Regions from separate parts of the Zea mays genome. Here region 2 is linked to region 1. A link is a contact called in public Hi-C data. All regions are on one chromosome and are shown on one strand. The core of a region is the stretch at or near the end of the contact, and the rest is flanking DNA. Distances in the headings are between cores, read along the strand shown.

Region 1 (7,375 bases), core at 2,516-5,015:
TACATCACTTTCCTTGGCCACTGCTGCTCCTCGGGAAGGTGCTCCTCAGGGAGGTTCACAGCTGGCGATGGCGCTGCGTACCCTCCTTTGCGCTTGGAGACCTTGGCTGGTGGCATTCTAGCAGTGATGTCCGGTCTGCTCCTATGGGAACTCTTCGAGATGCTGCGCTTTGAAGGGGCAGCGCCTTGTGGACCACCATCCTGGTAGTGGTTGGGATGCTCCTTTTTCAAATGGAGGTTCAGCTTGTACTCGTGGATGTATGCCTTGTCGCAACCATCGTAGGGGCAGACGTAAGGGCGCTCAGCTGAGGGAGCTGGAGGCGTTGCTGAGACCTTTGCTGGCTTAGGGGGCTGATGCTGTTCTCCAATTGCACTATGGTTCATAGCCGAAGCACCTGGATTCTGCAGGCAAACAGCCTATATTTGTCTCATTACAAAATTATCTCACGAGCAGAAATTCATACCCAGTAAGACTTTGTTCGGTTATTCCTATCCCATGTGAATTGGATGAGATTGGAAAAAATTATCAAAGATTTTGACTTATTTGGGATTAAAACCCACTCAATCCCACCCAATCCACATGGATTGAGAGCAAATCGAACAAGCCTTAGGGCTTGTTCGCTTATTCCAATTCCATGTGGATCGAAGTGTATTGGCATGGATTGAGATGAATTTTGACTTATTATAGATTTAAACCGACTCAATACCACTCAATCCACATGGATTGAGAGCTAACTGAACAAGCCCTTAAATGGTAACAGATCTTACTTTCTCATGTTGTGCCCTGATATGAGCTCTTAGTTTTGATTCTTGTGTAAATCTTCGGCCACATTCTGGGTACTGGCACACATGATAGTTATCTGCAGAATGTGTTTTCATGTGTGCCTTTAAATTAAAATCCAACGAAAAAGCCTGCAATAGTCAGGGCACATGACATTAAAAGCACATTTACCCGATAAATACTAATAATAACAAATGACAAAAGCTGCATTTAATTCATCAATTAGAAATATGGCATATCCTAGAAAGCTTCTAACGAAGCTTGCAAATATATCATACCACCAACAAAGAGTATCTTATTGGCACCACTCTGCTTGAGATTTTTCCTTTCCCCGACATCCAAGAGGAATCATTTAAGCATTTTAAGCTCTTTTACACAAGGACAGCACTATGTATCCCCTCCAGCCCCATAGTAGTTGCAAAACAACTAGTATGAGTACAATCATTGTCTAAACATTAACTTTCTCTTTAGTATGTATGTCAAAAACTTTGTGGAGTATGAAATAATGCATTTTCTCCAGAAAAAGGGACCACGACTAATCTTAACGCAGCAAATGGAACAGAATGAAATGGTCAAAGCTTTAGAACATGGTTGCACCAGAAAAAAAAACAAGCATAATTAAGCATTGTCTAGTACAAATTTCTACTTCATGATTAAGCATTACCAGTAACATGCTATGAAAGAGAACTACAAATCACCACATGATTAGAAGAAACTATAGTAAAAATGAATAGCAAACACAATGGAGAGGACAGTGTGATTACCTTCCCACAACCTTCATGTGGGCACACAAAATTCTTTTCTCCTGTATGAATAAGAAAATGTCTCTTCAACTTAGAACTATCTAAGAATTTCTGCAAAATCAGATTTAGCAGAAAAAGGATTAATCAAGCAACTGAAATAGAAACATGCCTTTGCAGACTGAAGATTACTCTGGGATGTGACCAGGAATTATAAACAGTACCTTGCCACAGTTCTCATAGTGACAGATATATTGCCTCTCCCCATGGACGTGAGCATGCTTCCTAAGAGCCCCTGCATCAAAAAATGTCTTCCCACATCCTTCGTAGCTGCACAGGAAGAGAACCTCAGAGTTGGGTTCAGGAGTTGCAGATTCTGCCCCATGCTTCTTGTCCTTAGCCTTCAAAGCTGCTAGTCTGTCCTCTGTAAGTAAATCCAATAATAATATTAACAGCAGAATCAAAAAGGTCATATCATAAAAGCTGAATGAACAAGAAACAATCCAACTACTATATAGTTATTAACAGTCATAAATCAATCGGAACATCCAACAATGAATTACACCTTGTGTGTACTTGTCCGCAAATTGTGTGAGAACTTCATACTCTTCATAAGTAAGTTGCAGTGTTCATTACACTGTCCAAAGTCCAAACCAGTCAGGAGGTGTCAGCAATCCAAAAGATCGCATTGGTATGCTGGTGGCAGCTCCCAAATAGAATGTACTAAGTCTTCTTCTAGTTTCAACTGAACTTAGGCTCTCTCCAGCAGTAGCCTGTATATGGATTTGTACCCTATATTTAGCGTTTGGTATGGTTCGCAATGCCTCCAACAACGTGCACTATCACGTCCAGTAAAATAGCGGAGGCTTACAGGGTCCTCTATACCTGGGGCTGCTTTGCCATCCGCTAAACACTGTGCTCATAGCTTTCTCATTTAATTCCACTCGATTTCCTGTACGGGGATGTGATGTATGCGTACTTTTGGTGTACGACACTAGACGAGATCACAAGGAATCAATGATACAACGGTGATGGAGGAATGTTTAGAAATTAGTTGTAATGATAAAAAAGTTATGTAATGAATAAATAATTTATTTTTAGGATTCTGTATGAGTAATTCATTTTCATGAGTCGTCAAAATTACTATTAATATAGTTGGCGAAATAAAAAACAATGTATTTAATGAAGTCTATTAATACTGTAGGTATAGAGAACAGAATTTAGAGAACGCTGTTGGAGATGAAAAAGATATAGAGGATGAAATCTTTTAGAGAGTTCTGTAAAGGACAGAGAATATTCTTTTAAGGGATGAAATTTAGAGTATATTGCTGGAGACAGCCTTACCACTCTTACTTGGAGACTAACAGCACATATGTACTGCTCTACTGAAATCTCAATTTTTCTGGGTGGAACTAAACAATCATCCCTTAGGTGCGCTCCAGAAGTATTAGATTTACACATACGTGATGCAATTAGTATAACAGACATGAAAAGACTTCGCTTGCTCCATCGGTCTTATACAGGATGCTCGAGGAATTGTGAATTCGCATGGATATGGATGAATCACTGGTGAAGAAGTACCAGACAGGGCAATTCTCAGTGCAAAACATGACGATGACATGACAGTACAGTCACAAAATAAAAGTCTGCGTTTTGACATCAGCAGCAGCAACAACAGGGAGAAGCCAGCAAGCAATCAGTTCCGCGCACCTCGCACCCACTTGTACAGCACGCAGGGGCCTCCGGCGACGACCAGTTCTTGCGAGACCCTGAAGAACACAAGGTCAAATCGAAATCGGAAGGGGGGGGGGGGGGGGGGGGGGGGGGGTTCTCGAGGGAGGAGAGAGACTGTGAGAGCCATCGGACGGGCAGACAAGGTCAACTCACCACTCCTTCACCCAGCGGTAACGGCGGTGGGGGATCTGCATCTCTGGGCGCGGCGGGGGCAGAGAGCTGGCGAGCGGCGCTGGAGGAGAGGGGCAGGGCTAGGGATCGGGACCGTGCAAGGAAAGGGGAAGCGTGGAGGGGTGGGTACGAAGACTACGAGGAGCACGAGGCAGAGTCCTCCTTGGTGCGATAGGATTGGGCATGGTGGTGACAGCTCCGCCCCAGGCTCCGCGAGGAGATGTATGGCTATGGATGCCATGCCCCGACTCGGCGACTCCCAGCGCCGTCCGACTCCAACTCCTAGATCAACACGGTGGGGTGGGGTGGGGTGGGGCATCTGATGGCTCGAGGCACCGCGTTTCTTCTGCCTTTTTCGGGGCGTGGCTGCTGCGCTTCGTCTTCCGTGGTGCGGAGCGGAACAATGGGGGCTGGCGTCAACTGCTGAAAGAGTGGGGACTGCGGAGACCAAGGGGTTAAAAAGGCAAATAAACAAAAAAAATACTTTGCCAAAAAAGTGAAGAGCGATATTATCATCTACAAATTGCAAAAATGCGATCTAAGTCGACTTCTTACGCGTATAGTCGTATAAATCAAGGTGGCTATACAATTATTTACGCGGGTCCACAAAATGCTTCATCTTTGATGAGGCAGCGGCTACATGGGCCCATTGACAGAAAAATAACAAATTAGTCAGGCCAAACATTATTCTTTCATCACTTATTAGGAATTAATTTTTTCAATATGTGTGCCTCAAATCCACTTATGGCTTAAAGGAGCCACCAAAAAAATAATGATGTCCAAAATTTTCATGCGTTAGTATTCTAAACGATGGACTCGCTCCGCCTTAAACTATAGTTTTTTCTAGTCTATTTTTTTCCACATTTATTCAAATGATAGTGACATACGTAAAAACTATATTTATATATTACTTAATAAATATACATTTAGATATAAACGAATTATATTTTTGGGAATTGAGGGAGTAGTATTTAGCGAAGAAAGATGGCTGAAAAATAGCTCTCTTGTTTTTTTAGTGTGGGCCTACTCCCTCTGTCCCTTATCTTCAGGACAAATTAGCATACAAGTCAACTTTAAGAAAATTGAGACAATTAAAGAGTTGTTAAACCGTTTGTCTTCATAGAACAACAGCTAGTCATAGCAGGCTTTTCCACTCAACAAAGAGTTATTAAATCGATAGGCTCGCTTCTCCGCTCAATGAAGAGCTCCCCTTAAGTGACATGATCTAGACCCCCAAAGACGCTATATTAGAGCAGTCTTAACTCTTCATGTCATCCAGTTTTCATAGCATTAATTTAGCTGTCATATAGGCTAAAAGATAAGGTGGCAAATAATTAAATAAAGAAAAAGTAAGAAACTGAGTCTTGCATAAGACTTGGTTTCAACAAATATCCAAGACACAATGAGAGAAGAGAAGCATTAAATTAAGTAATATTGATGTTTGCATTTGAAAGGTAGTGTCTAACAGTAGTTTCTAGATGACGTGTACCTTATATAAACTATAAGTAGTGTTGAGATTGCTCTTATGGAACATATTGAAGACCCTAGTTACCTTAAGTTAGGAAACGGAAGAAGTATGGAGGAGCAATTCATCTAGTTAGGGTGTTTAGTTTGTTTAGTCAACCTTTTAAATTTTAGGAATTAAACTTTAACTCTTAGAAATCTTATTTGAAAGATCTATTTTAGTTATCCCTAAAGTTTAGGAGGTGGGAACTAAACTCTCTCTTAGAAATATAGCTCCCGTGTAGCTTCTTCGACATTTTTTGGTCAATGTTAGACCCACGAAAGAGGGAAGGACTAGATGAAGCTTGAGAAGCTTCTTCTTTAGGCTCCCAATTTCATTCGATTGTTGGTTCCTATTTTAATGGAGGAGCCAGCGAATAAGCCCTGTTTCATAGATTTTTAAGGAAATGTTGCAGCTTTAAAAAAAAACTCTATTAAAGAGGGCCATACTCAGCTGATATAATTGTGTTTAAGCAGCAATTGATGTCCGACGCGTGATAGGGTTGAAAAAAAAGCTCTAACTCGACGAGATGGCTCGGCTCAGATTTGCTTGGTGCTTAGAACAAGCTCGAGTCGAGCCTATTTTTCTGACTTAAAAAAAGAGCGAGCCAGCTCGACCCAATAACATTTTGTCACACCCGGGTTTCGGGGCACCAAGACCCGGGCGTAAACATAATCACCAGGTGTGCTGGGACCAAGTCTCACACATATGATGAATCATGGCACAGGATCGAATGTCACAACTTTACTATAGGAGTTCTATACAAAATAAATAATTACATTATAAGGAGACAACAGTCCAGCAACCCAAAGTTGACTGGGAGACGACGACCCAGATCACTCACGAACTCATCGCAGCATCTTCCATGAGCATCATCCTGCAGTACCTGGTCTTGACCTGTGGTGTATGTGAGACAGCAAGAGTGAGCTCACATACGTTCATCGCTCAACAAGTTGTGGGGAATAATGTGCATGAACTCGCCAAAGGTGGGAGCTCACGTGAAGTGTAAGGCTTACCAAAGAGGATGGTTAGAGCTGAGCATTGCTTTTAAAGTTGGTCAAAATTTTATTAGCAATTACTAAGTATAAGTAAATACCAACCCAATTAAGTAGTAGAACAAAAGGAGTAACAACATCACCTGCGATGCAATGCATATGACAAATTGAATTTAGTTCCATAAATTAATCATGTGAGTGTCCGAGCCGCTCATGACCGTGAGCACGGCTAGTATACCAGTTTTACACTCTGCAGAGGTTGCGCATCTTTACCCACAAGTCATGTTACCCATCTGCCAAGGGATCGCGACTTCCCATACACCTCTACCGAGGAGGCGAGGCAGGGTAACACTACGAGGCCTTTACAAAGTTCCACTAGCTTCAGAAAACCCGCTACAGTTTATAGGAAGCTCCAATGCAGGAATCCCTTGCAGGACCGCCATCACAGCAAAATCCTCCCGAGGGCCTCCCCAGGAATCCCTTGCAGGACCGCCATCACAGCAAAATCCTCCCGAGGGCCTTCCCAGGAATCCCTTGCAGGACCGCCATCACAGCAAAATCCTCCCGAGGGCCTCCCTACACTGACCACTCCCCTACTGCCCTTGCCCCTTTCGGGTAAGGTAGTCTTCCACTAGCTTTCCTAATTAATCGGCCAAGGGCGTCCCATTAAACCCTTGTGGTAGCACTGTTTTCCCGGGTGGTTCTCCATGTTCCAATTAACATAATGATCTTATCATGAACAGTGATAATAAACAGATAATAAAAGTGTGATCATGAATAATGTATCTTCATACCCAAAACCACATAAAGCACTAGCAAGTACTACCCAAAAAGTTCAGTGGTAAACAAGGTATAAAGATAGACAAACTAGGGTAACCTATTGGGTCCCATCAAATTAACCTATGCAGATCATTATGATTAATTAGAACATGAGTGGGTAAAAAGAAGTGATCAAGGGCACAACTTGCCTGGGACTTGAGATTCCAGGTACCAGGATGATCTTCAGGTGACTCGTGACCTCACTGCTAGTCGTAGCAATTCAAACAAACATGGTATAGGCAAAATTAACATTACACCAAACATAAGAACAAAATACACATTAATAATATACATATTAAAATAAGATCACAGGAACTGGAATCATCAAATTTGGAGTTATAGATTTTAAGTTATGGATTCTCTAAGGTTCTATGCATTTAATACAAGATTAAGTGAAAGAATAATTTTAATGTGTTTGTCATGTCAGAACAGAGGCACTAATGGGTAGACAATATTATTACAAAAATTTAGGAATTGGAATGGACCAATTTGGAGTTTATATGACTTTTCTATGAATTATACAAATTATATGAATTGTTTTTATATTAAAAACTCATTTTCTAATTCTTTTTCTTGATTTTATAACTCTCTGGACGGGACATCAAATACTGACAACTACAGGGGTCTCGGTG
Region 2 (7,108 bases), core at 4,268-6,767, 290 kb before region 1:
ACAACGAATAGCTCATATCCAGAGCCACTTGAACAATAGTATAGTGCAAATCTACGATTGTACCTCGCTGCTGTGATCTCTAAACTTCGGAAGCAGCAAGGAACACTTTTGACTTACTTCATCTAAAGCCATCGAAACACCTTTGACAAACACAGTTCCAGCCCCGGTCCTATGATTTTGAGGGCCCCCGTGCGAACTGATCGTGGTGGGCCCTGTAGACTTTAAAAATATTCTATATTATACAGTGGAGCATATTAATACTTCGTAAATAAATGGTGATGTGTATTGACATTAGTTTTTTAAATCTAAGAAGCTAGCTAATATACATCGGTACAAATTAGCACTTCGTATGTTGAAAAATAAGAACGACGATCGCCGAATAACTTAAATTCTGATTGCTCGACCATGCGTGTCTGGAATCCTGGAGGGTTGGATCGGCGAGATGGCGAACAACGATCACGTGGAGGGTGTGGTCTCATAGACGCTCTGGGACGTGAGCGTGACGACTAGGCAGTGGGCAACGCGTGCCACGTTGTCTGTGTGCATCGTGCATCCGTGTGCCCTGCCCTCCCGCCCTGTTGGCTACCTATACTATTTTACTACTAGCATATAACCCGTGCTAACGCTACATTCCTGTGAATAGAAGGAGAGGGGTGGACGATGACGGTGGTGGCGCGAGGGGAGGGATTGATGGCGGTGGGAACGCGAGGAGGGGAGGGCTAAAGGATGATCAAATAATATTGTTCGTTAGATTTGAGTGAGCAAAATAGATGATGTTATTCAATGATATGAACCGTTAATTTTGATGTTATGTTAAATATGAGTGCAATTTGTTTGATGGATTTCGTAAATATTATAGGTGTGTGGGTTATTTGGTTGAATAGGTTTTGTGAAGTGTAAACTTGTGTGTTATATAGTGTTATAGATACTAAATATTGGGCCCCTAATAATTTTGGGCCCCCGGCCGTCGCCTCCCTTGCATAGGCTCAGGGCCGGCCCTGCACAGTTCGCATGATAGTACCGACTCCGACCGCTAGTGCCACTAGTACTCATTGCGCCGACGCAGAAATATAGCAAAAACAATAGAAATCTCTTACCAAACTACCATGGTCCTGAGGAGTAACGAGAAAAGGGGGAGCTTGGACTACATCGGCGCCGGCCGGAGGCGCCTCCATTTCCAAGGAGCGTGAAGCAAGACCTGGTGGCGCCTCCATTTGCGTCGAGCACGAACCAAGAGCAGTCGAGAGCGCGAACCAGTGTGGAAGACGAGTCTCATCGGCGGCGTGGAAGAACAGTCTCGTCGGCTGTCTGAAATCCGTTTCCAAGAATGGGATGAAGGGTTGAGGGGAGAAATGCCAGTAACAGCCGCCGTTAGTGAGCTGTAGACGGGTTTAAAGCAACGACGATAATAAATTTATAAACGAATATGTATTATAATACTATAATCTAATTGCACACTTTGGAGTAATAATTTTAAGAAGTCCACTTACGGGAGTACCTGAGTTAAAAAAACTCTTGCTGGCCAGGCCGGATGAAATTGGTTTAGCTAGGTTATCTGTTGTCAGTCTTTTTCCGCCTTCTAGGCTAGTTTGCGTAAAGTACGATGCGCCTCCCGCTTCTTCCACGGTCTCCTCCCCTCGCCGCCGCCGCCGCCGCCGCCGCCATGCCTCCTCGCCGCCGTCGCGTTGTCAAAGCGACGCCGCTCAAGCCGTCTTCTCCACAACTCTCCTCTACCCCGCCACCTACCCCGTCTGTAGAGGTACCCAAAACCGAACCCCCCGATCACCACGATCCCACTCCCTCCGCCCGTCGCCGCCTCCCCCTCGCTGCCGGGGCCGTTGAGGCGCAGGAAGAGTGGCATCCGCTCCCGCTCTCCACGGCCGACCTTTCCCTCCCGCTCACCCTCCCCACCGGCCAGACCTTCCTTTGGCGCCGCACCTCCCTCTCCCCGCTCCGCTTCACCGGTGCCGTGGGGTCCCACCTCGTCTCCCTCTCCCACCTGCCCGACTCCGACGATGGCCGCCTCGCATTCCTCCTCCACAACGACGGCGGTTGCCCCGCCTCCTCGTTGCCCGCCGCCCGCGCCGCGCTCCTCGACTATCTCAACGCGGCCGTCTCGCTCGCCGACCTCTGGCGGCAGTTCGCCGCCGCAGATGAGCGCTTCGCTGATGTCTCCGCGCGGCTCGGGGGCGGCGGCGCGCGGGTGCTTAGGCAGGACCCCGTCGAGTGCGTCTTCCAGTTTCTATGCTCCTCCAACAACAACATTGCCCGGATCGAGAAGATGGTGTGGACGCTGGCAGGCTACGGGGAGCGGCTCGGCGAGGTTGGTGGCTTCGTGTTCCACCGGTTCCCCACGATCGAGCGGCTCGCGCGCGTGTCGGAGCAGGAACTTCGTGAGGCCGGGTTTGGGTACAGGTCAGCTCTTGGTGCCTTCCTACTTTGCGTTCCATTTGGAATAAGTACACCGACAAGCATCAGTTCTGCACGTATCATTCAGCACAGCTCGTCAAATTTGACTTTGCCACTTTTACTTCATGATCGAATTCCTAGATCGTAGGCTGGAGTCCAAAGATTTTCATTCTATTGCTGTTATCATGTTCTGGTAGCTGCTATTTCATTTGCAGCATAGCATTGGCAGGTCGTCCTAGGTTATTAAGGGAATGAACTAGAGATAATACTAGTTAGCTATTAAAATTATTTGAAGACATCCAAACAGTCTAGCTAGACCATCTCCGAGAGACTAGCTAAATAGCTTGTCAAGCCAAATTTTGGCTATTCAACAGCAAAATAACTCTTCAACGGACTAGTCATCCAGATCTCTAAATTAACTTGGCTAGCCACTCCGGCCAGCCAAACTGACTTGCCAAGTGTGGGATGTTGTGTAGGACCCACACATCAGTGTGTGTAGAATGTAACGGTTTGAATTTGGAGAATGGGAAATGGAGAGTCTGCTGAAGTGAGACGCTATATATAAAATATAATCTTTATGAAGAGGTAAGTATAGAGTAAAAAATAGAGAGTCCCTTGGAGATGATAGTTCAACTATTAGCTACTTTTAGCAAATTAGCTAATAGTTAGCTAGCTAATTCTACTAGCAATTTTTTAGCCAACTAACTATTAGATCTAGTGCATTTAAACACCCCCCCTAAGCTGTTGTTTCTACCATTTTAACTGAAGCTTTGGTTGAGAAATAAAACTAATGTGTATATTGGGCTAGTCGTTGATCTAATCAGGCAACGGGCATTTGGGCTATGATAATGCTGATGACGTTTTTACTATGAACGTAAAGAAGTATAAAACCCAACTTTGTGTTTGCAGCATACTGGCATTTTGTCCTTTGGGAACCAATTTATTCGCCAGAAAGTCTTGTTCTATGGATTGTAACAGCACAGATCAATAAATCATTAACTGCTCATGAGTATCTGTTGTGTAGACAGTATTGCTAGAGAGCTTCATAGTATACTGAATTGAGCAATTCTGTGTGGTTTTTTTATGACAAACGAGCAGGGCAAAGTACATTGTTGGCACTGCTAAAGAATTGCAGGCCAAACCTAGTGGAGGTCAAAAATGGCTTGCCTCACTGCGTGAGAAGGAACTTTCAGATGTGATTGAAGCTCTTTGCACTCTCCCAGGTGTTGGTCCAAAGGTCGCTGCCTGCATTGCTCTGTTCTCCCTTGATCAAAATCATGCTATTCCTGTCGACACACATGTTTGGAAGGTATGCTATATTGCTATATCTCACTTTTGTATTAATGTTGTAACAATTGCTTCTACTTCTGTTGTTTCATTTGGACATACCATTGTTAGTTCATTGATATTTTTAGTGAGGTAGAGCTTGTTTGAGTTATGTCCATCACCATCATTCTCTGTTAGACCACAGTAAGGCTTTGCATAGATGAATTATCGACCATTTGTACAGGCTAACGTGTGTTGCACTTCCTTTCGCTGTATGTAGACTGCACATGGCACCTGATTCAAGTTATGACTCAACCATTTGATTTGACCATAAAAACCTTGCTCTTCATTACTAGGTTTTAGAAGGGTAGACCTAGTGTAGTAGTGAGAGCTATCTCAATGAGCTACCAGGTCACGAGTTCGAAGCAGTCTCTCCGCATTTGCAGGGGAAGGCTTGCCTTGGTTTATTCTTTTCCTAGACACCACTTATGTGGGCGCATTCGGCACTGGGTCTGCCTTCATTGCTAGGTTTGTTCCCTCTTAAAAAAACAAAACTATGTTTGTTTTTTTTTGGAAAAATATTATTTGAAACGCTAGTAAAACAATCACCATGTGTAGATACATATTCCTGCTGCATTCATAATGACTGTACCACTCATGTTGGGGTGTTTTTTTTGAATTCTTATTATTTTTCAATCAAACTTGTGGATGCAACCTGTAGAAGGTCTGCTGTCTATACTTAGTGGGTGTTTGGTTTCTAGAGACTAATTTTTAGCCCTTATATTTTATTTCATTTTAGTCTGTAAATTGACAAATATGGAAATTAAAATAGAGTTTTAGTTTCCGTTTTTGGCAATTTAGAGACTAAAATGGAGGGACTAAAAATTAGTCCCTAGAAACCAAACACCCCATTAATATGATCCAAAGACTATTTCATGTGAGTGTTAAACTCTATATGGATTCTAATGCAGGTTGCTACACAGTATCTATTACCAGAGCTAGCTGGCAAGAGCTTGACCCCAAAACTTAGCGTTGTTGTTGCCGATGCTTTTGTTACTAGATTTGGAAGCTATGCTGGTTGGGCACAAAACGTTCTCTTCATTGGCCAGCTACCAACTCAAAAAGTTGTTGTGGCTCAAGTTACCAGTGACAATGGTACCACAAAGCCTACCAAAAGGAAGCGCAGGGTGCAACCGGAACCATGTTGAGGGAGCATGGATACCAGCGATAGTGGGTTTGCCATTCTTCTGTGTTATTCTCGTTCAGTAAGAATGTAAGATGATGTAATATGACCATGACGAATGATCTTTTCTGCTGAACAGGCATTAGGTTGCTCCTGATCACACTAACATATTTGCTGTCAGCTTGTAACATATAGGAATGCCTGACTCATTACATTATGAGTTCTATTTTCATATGTGGGCATTGTGTTGTTTCTTCGTTAGCCTGCCCGTGCATCTTCCACAAAAACATCAGGATGGAAGCGGGGGCACATGTAACCGTGTTGTGTTGTTATTTAAACAGCGATGAGGGATTCAGTTGAAAGTATTGGGTCAATAGTTCTCTGTAACCTTTGCACCCAGCTATACCATCCCGTGCTGCCAGGCCGGCTTCTTCTGATGAACGTTTGAGCAAAGTTGTGTTCTGAATGTCCTGAGCTCCTGGTGACTGACTCAAAGGACAAATTTCTGTGATTTTACACAAAGGACACATATATACCAGTAGCCTCTTGTCAATGGACAACGGGTGACTTTACGCAAATATCATTGTCTTGCGACATGATTTTACGCAAATGTTATTGCCTTGCGATATGAGTATATGACACTCTGTTTCCTCCTCCCGAATCCGGTTGCCTGCATTGCCAGCAAAGTCAACGGCGCTACAACTGCATTACTGCAGGCAGGCTTTTTGCTTGCTTCCGCGGGCCTCGCATGCCATAGGCTCAATAACCTCGCCAGCGGATCCCTTCCTTGCGAGGCCGGAACTGAGCTGCCGCCGGCGCTATGGCGAGCGGCGGCCTGGCGGCTGCGTCGGAAGTCGCCGTCGTTTTCCTCATCCGCCCTGTCCTTGCCATCGCCTTCGTCTTCACCCTCATCCTCCTCAGTATGACTCCCCTCCCCTTATCTCCTCAGTTGAATAGTTGCGTGGGTTCCCTTCCCTGATCCGCTTCGTCGCCCCAGGCTGGTACGTGGCGTGGAGGACGGTGCTGGTGCACGTGCCGCTGGTGCAGGAGATCGCCGGCCTGCGCCCGAAAAAGCCCTCTAAACCCAAGCCAGCCAACCGCGGCCGCTTCGCCAAGTTCTACCAGAACCAGGCCGAAGCCGCACAAAGGTCAAAGCTTTACCTCCGCACGACCACACAAGCCTTCTTCTCCTTTTGCTCATCCGGATGTTTCAGTGCTGATTCATGTGGAAACTGACTGTCCAGCACTTGTTCAATTCGATCCAGATTGACTGCTTCAGTGCTGTTCAGTCCTGGACTCCTGGCATTGCTGAAGCAGTTTGTTGCAGTTAGGTTGTAGCTTAGGATTGTATCAGCATACCCCGCATGGCCACCCACTATCTGATCTAGTTGGGCATATGGCGATTCTGCAGCTCTTCATGTGGGCGTGGTTGCAATTGTAGTTAAATTGGAGTGGGGAAAGTTGCTTGAGCTGTCTATTTCAGCATTTCAAACTTGATTCAGCTTCATTTACAGTTTGGTACAACGGCTAAAGGACCTGAAGGCATAATTACCTGCATTTTTGTGTCCTTGTTCACCTCTGGATGCCCATCTCAAATTCCTAAATTTCTTGTCATGCCTACTATTGGTGCTAAAGTAAAACTGTTTGTTGCAATCCATAGAAAAGTCTAGACATTTCAAACTTCAGTGCATACAATTCGATATATTGGCACTTTGGAGCTACTCCATTTTTTTTTGACTGGAGCTATAACTATGTTCCTTACGACAACACAAGTTTTTTTTACACCTTGTATTGTGAATATCTGCAGTCCTATTCTCTCAGAAGCGGCTATTGAATTGCTTAGGCATAGCTGGGAATACCGGATACTTGTATATGGATGGGAGAAAAATAAAGCCATTATCATTTGCACGATCAATGTGGTTTATCTAGTAAAAAAATGAGTTGTGATTGAAATAGCTTATGCAACATTTCTCATTTAAATAACTAGTAATTGCACTTCATATATTGTACATTATGAACATGTATTCTTGAAACATGGCTAACTGTAAACTCTTATGATTTGATTTATCTTGTTGTCTTCTTACACCTTGAAGTTTTCATATTTCATCTTGACCTGCAACGCCAATATTAGCATTACTACAAGAAAGTAGGTGGCACCCTTTGGTTCATCATTCAGTTTCAGTTGCTCCTTAATGCCATTCCTTCCTTTCAGTGATGGGCAAGTACATAGAACCTAAGGACGAAAGAACA

What was found. A called contact is a pair of places that touch in the nucleus more often than the background predicts.
Region 2: a contact with region 1 is called in a Hi-C map of leaf, with 4 times the contacts expected there. The contact joins the promoter of LOC100277858 here to the promoter of LOC100193305 in region 1. A contact is called at or near these places in 10 of 25 Hi-C or Micro-C datasets (ear, endosperm, leaf and 3 more).

Annotation. Positions count from the first base shown.
Region 1 is chr5:175,405,939-175,413,313 of Zm-B73-REFERENCE-NAM-5.0, reverse strand. LOC100193305 (transcription repressor TRM protein) reads right to left here and starts at 3,765. Exons shown (of 6, transcript NM_001138444.1): 1 at 3,408-3,765; 2 at 3,231-3,289; 3 at 1,745-1,944; 4 at 1,545-1,634; 5 at 768-911; 6 at 1-416. The coding sequence starts at 3,448.
Region 2 is chr5:175,697,133-175,704,240 of Zm-B73-REFERENCE-NAM-5.0, reverse strand. It overlaps LOC100277858, which reads left to right and starts at 5,517. Exons shown (of 3, transcript NM_001151317.2): 1 at 5,517-5,778; 2 at 5,856-6,006. The coding sequence starts at 5,679. It overlaps LOC100273912 (N-glycosylase/DNA lyase OGG1), which reads left to right and starts at 1,598. Exons shown (of 3, transcript NM_001148304.1): 1 at 1,598-2,415; 2 at 3,508-3,718; 3 at 4,647-5,230. The coding sequence starts at 1,604. The coding sequence ends at 4,883.